Regions from separate parts of the Bombyx mori genome. Here region 2 is linked to region 1. The links are chromatin contacts, called in public Hi-C maps. All regions are on one chromosome and are shown on one strand. The core of a region is the stretch at or near the end of the contact, and the rest is flanking DNA. Distances in the headings are between cores, read along the strand shown.

Region 1 (2,599 bases), core at 34-2,533:
ACGCATTACTGCTTTACGACAGAAATAGGCAGGGTAGTGGTACCGCACGGACTCACAAGATGTCCTATCACCAGTCTTAATCAATTTACGTTATACGATGTTTCCTTATATCGTTCACGACAACTCGAATCTAGAAACAAAGCCGTTATTGGAGCGACCGTTGTGCGACTTAACCATCGACCCGATGCTGCCTTTTTTATATTTTTTGTCCAAAAAAATCTATTTAGTTTGCGAGCACTAACGGTATTTTTCGGTTGCCGCCCGACGTAGCGGCACGTACACTTATTAAGGTCTCATTCAGTTTTGACGACCAACAACCTGCTGATGTATCATTTCTACACGACCGTTTTATAACGGAATCAAAGCCCACTAATCTGCAACCATTTACTACCACTGCTAGATGTGGTAGTGCCTAAATAATATAATAGCTACCTACAGCGGTAAAGCCTTCGCTAAATACACGTGTAAGAATGCTCCCGGTCGTTGATACACGTGTCAGCTCGCGATAACCATGTCCATCATTATTAAGTAAGTAATGCGTCACTAAAAAAAATTAATACAATATTTCTGTAATGTACTATTTTAAAGCGTTTGAAAGATTTTATCATTTACTTAGTTATTCATAAACGCAAACTTCTCTGTCTCATTTGCAGTATCATACCAATGTAACTTAAGCTATATGTATGTATGAATATTTAGTAATCCGTACTAATATTATAAAGCTGAAGAGTTTGTTTTTTTGAACGCGCTAATCTCAGAAACTACTGGTCCGATTTGAAAAATTCTTTCAGTGTTAGATAGCCCATTTACTGAAGAAGGCTATATAACATCACGCTAAGATAAAGCACCAATAAATGATGTTTCAAAATCTGTTTTTTTCCCTTTTGAGAGCTTCCGCTGCGTGCGCTGCGGAAACGGTTAAAGTTTCGCTAAAATAATGTATGACAGAATTGCTCCCCTTTAAAAGATCTAAAAAAAAGTCCGTGACAGCATATGTCCATATGTTAAGGTTGGCTCACTGTAACGTTTTTTATGCTCTAAAATTTAGCGTTATGCCAAAGTAACTATTCCACGCGGACGAAGTCGCGGGCACAAGCTAGTAATTTATAAAATCTCGTCCGTGGAATTTGCAAACGGATGTTATCAGCGTATCCACAAAGTTACGGGGATGATGTGGTCGGCCTTGGAACGGGTCGGCGACCGGGCGAAGACCCCAGGCAGCACCGCAAGCCAAGCAACGGTCGGGGGCAACGACCAACCTGCGCCCGCCATTCTACGCCTATTCCTCCTGACCTTCGTCTAACTCCACATGTCCATATACTGTACGCCATAAAAAATACTCCATCGACCATGTCATAATTCACAAATCGTGATACGGCGCAACCAAACATTTTATCTCAGATAAATGCTTTATCTATCTGCTAAAATTAAATTCAATGTCAGCGGAATTACCTCGCAAAATATTGAAAAGGAAAAAATATCAATGTATTATGCTAGTCCCACAAAGTGATTACCTGTGGCATTCTAACCTTGAATCATGCATGAAGGTTTACTATTTAGTTCACAATAAAAGTTTATTTGCCATAAATAAGTCATTAAACGCTTGTCCGGCAATGCAACTTGTTTGTTTTACATAGCATGCAGCGATTAGAATCAAAACACAAAGGACTGGCTTTGTATTAAATAGCAACTTGGATCTTCAAGTAAGATTTGTTAGTGATGAGAAATCAAATATAAAAGTTGCGTCAACGACACATTTGCAAAAGCGTCATTTGTTATTATACATATCTATAGCCTCTTCACTACATAGTATAAAACAAAGTCGCTTTCTCTATCCCTATATCTCTATGTGTGCTTCAATCTTTAAAACTACGCAACGGATTTTGATGCGGTTTTTTTTAATAGATAGAGTAATTGAAGAGGAAAGTTTATATGTATAATAACATCCATTAAATAGTCGCTAGTTGAATATAAGTAACATTTTTCAATTTCGAGTCAGTAGTAGATAGATAGTTAATTTAGATTAAAAATTAGTTTTCTCTTGTTTCAGGTCAAAGTGGTGAAATTCAGTTACATGTGGACAATAAACAATTTTAGTTTTTGTAGAGAAGAAATGGGTGAAGTGTTAAAATCATCGACTTTCTCAGCTGGTGCTAGTGATAAATTAAAATGGTGTCTTCGCGTCAATCCAAAAGGACTCGATGAAGAGAGCAAAGACTATTTATCGTTATACTTATTATTAGTCTCGTGTAATAAATCAGAAGTGCGGGCAAAGTTTAAATTTTCAATATTAAATGCTAAAAGAGAAGAAACTAAAGCAATGGAATCGCAACGGGCGTACAGATTCGTGCAAGGAAAAGACTGGGGATTCAAAAAGTTTATCAGAAGGTGAGCGTTATCTACAATTCGTACCAACTCAGCTTTACTAAATTTGGTAACCATGATTCATAAACTGAATTAGAGAATTCAGAAATTAACAGTTTATTTAATAGTCTTATTATTTTACTAGACAAAACCGATCCACTTATTTGGTTTGACTTTGATTCCGTAATTAAAGCCAAACTTCACAGGATCATCTGAATTTTTTAACGAAATCGCC
Region 2 (2,599 bases), core at 45-2,544, 59 kb before region 1:
TACTCCAGTCCAGAGTCTTGAAGACATTCTCGAGAGCAGCAGTGAACAGTTTCGGCGATACGTCACCCTGTCGCACCCCTCTGTGAAGCTCAATCGGGTTTGTCTGCTGGTTTTGGATCTGGACTGTCATTTTGGCGGCTTTATATAAACTCTTCAACACCTCAATCGGCTAGGCATCGCTGTACGGATTCCAGAATAGCCCAAGTTTCGACGGAGTCGAAGGCTTTTTCGTAGTCTACAAACGCGAGACACAGAGGACGATTGTATTCTTCAGTCTTCAGAATAACCTGTCTCAGCGTGTGGATGTGGTCTACCGTATGCCTGCCTGCCGTATGTAAGCCTTTGCGAAACCCAGCCTGCTCCGGAGGTTGGAACTCGTCAAGTCTAGAGGCCAAGCGATTTGTAAGGACTCTCGAGAACAGCTTATAAATATGGCTAAGAAGTGAAATAGGCCTATAGTTCTTGAGCAGAGCACGGTCACCCTTCTTAAAGCAATTAAGCTATTTCAACTAAAGACTTATTCCCAATTTCATAGGCTTCTATTGCTGTTTTTAATATTAAGGGACCATATCTCTTATAAGGCTTTGCACTCTTTGATACGTACACGCAAGGCATATCTAAAAATAGAAAACAATACGTAACTGATAATATAAATATTTGCCAAACCATAAAATAACACATTGATAATTTTGAATAAAAGTTCTAGACAAAAACATCATGAATAAATCCGATTCTTACCAACAAATTTAAAAAATATTGTTATAACTACATAGACAACCCTACAAACCTGTACCTATTTATACTTACGTCGTTTCCATTTCACTTATTTTCATCCCAATTGACCCCTTTTTCGTTATTATTTGTACCTGAGACGTCCCCGATATCCCCAAAAACAACAGATTTTCACATGTATTTTTATTTTATCAAATACATTAAAACCAATAACAACTGAGACTTACCTTTAATATATATTAAGATGGTTCAAACACTAAATAACGTTTATAAATCACAGTCTTCTTCTATTATTATGAAATAAATAAAAGAGTGCAAAATTTCTAGCAGTAAAGTAATTACCACCAGAGGAAGTTAATTTGAAATGCGATTTTTTATAAGTTAGCAGCTATTATCATGCATATTCAGAGTTGTTTTGTAAACTTTCAACATTCTACTATTAAACTACAAAAAATGGAAGATTTTGCAACGAATATAAAACTAATATTGAGCGTCGAAAGATATTCCTGTTTTTCCCCAATCACCCCATTATACGTACTACTAAATATAAAATACTAATATATAAAATCCTAGTTTAAAAAGAAACATAAATTTAAAAAGTTCCATGATAAAATTAAAAATGTTTGCCCTCAGAGATAAACTTTTTTGATGTTAGAAATTAGAAAATGTACAGTGACATCTGTTAGTCTCTTGTGCCAATAAATAATTTATAGTTCTTTTTTGTAGAAACAGATGGCTACTGAGCTTTGCCACTTTTTCTTTCTTTATTTCAATGTAATAAAGCTTTAATTTGGCAATTTTATATGAATAGAAATTTAAGTTTTGTAGTTTTCCGCGTGCATATTTTAACCAAAGTTGTGGTTGTGTACCTACCCCTGTCAGTGCTGCTGTGCTGTGACTTCTGCTTCTTTTGTTTTTGCAATTATTATTTGATTTATTTTTATAATTTGGGCACGTTTTCCCGTTAATTTTAGTTGTAATAATTGTTGTGAAGTGAAGAATATTACTTAAAAGTGAAAGAAAAACGTCAAAGGTGAGTAAATTCGGTTTCCGTAATGTAAATGTCAACCTCTTCTATCTTGAATTTCACCACAGTTCATTTAAATTATTTATCAAGAGGTAATTTTTCACATTTAAGAGTATTTCTAGGTATATGAGTATGTTTTTCTTAAAATCTTTAAAAATTAAAATATCCAGTAATATGGAGTACTTTTCATTGATTACATCTTTATAGTTGGAAACCATTATATTTTTAAAAATAGTTACAGATGTGTTTTGTACGGATGGAGTTACGTTGTTGGAATTCTATGTTACTTAAATAAAAATATTCCTACTCCAAGCGTATATGTAGTTTATGACAGCTGAATATTTATTTTAAATGACCTTGTCTTTGTGATGAAGATAGATGTAGAGCTAAATTTTGTTGGAATACGTAATATTTATGTCATTCACTGGTCTATTGCTTGTGATTACAAATTGAACATTTGATTAAAATCTGTCTAGGAATACAAGGTAGTTTTCATACTAAAATACTATAATCCGGAATTCATAAGTTAAAGGAACACACACTCTATACAATGCTCTCCAAGATACCTTAATTTTTCTATTTTTATATCACATCTGTATTATATAGTGACTAATTTATCCACAATTTATCTGTGCTGAGAACTTAAAGAGCAAGAAGCCAATGTGGTTGTAAATTTTAATTGGGCCCTTTAGAAACCATACTCTGTATAGTTATCTGTAACTCCATTTGATGAATTATTAAAGTTGAACCTAGCTCCCGAATTGGTTATGCATGCCTTCATGAAAAATTCTACCTGTAAATTACTATTTGATGATGACAGAATTTGGTTCCTACAATATA

Evidence for each region. A called contact is a pair of places that touch in the nucleus more often than the background predicts.
Region 2: a contact with region 1 is called in a Hi-C map of posterior silk gland, with 1.7 times the contacts expected there. The contact joins the promoter of LOC101742384 here to the enhancer-like site in region 1. A contact is called at or near these places in 2 of 7 Hi-C or Micro-C datasets (posterior silk gland and whole pupa).

What each region holds. Positions count from the first base shown.
Region 1 is chr9:9,038,220-9,040,818 of ASM3026992v2, reverse strand. It overlaps LOC101742384 (protein roadkill), which reads left to right. Exons shown (of 10, transcript XM_038012779.2): 6 at 2,051-2,388. Among protein-coding and RNA genes, the nearest start is that of LOC101742823, 24 kb to the right of the region's middle. Within about 2 kb of position 1,283, at least 6 of the 8 cell types and tissues checked have open chromatin away from gene starts, as enhancers often do.
Region 2 is chr9:9,097,439-9,100,037 of ASM3026992v2, reverse strand. It overlaps LOC101742384 (protein roadkill), which reads left to right and starts at 1,294. Exons shown (of 10, transcript XM_038012779.2): 1 at 1,294-1,765.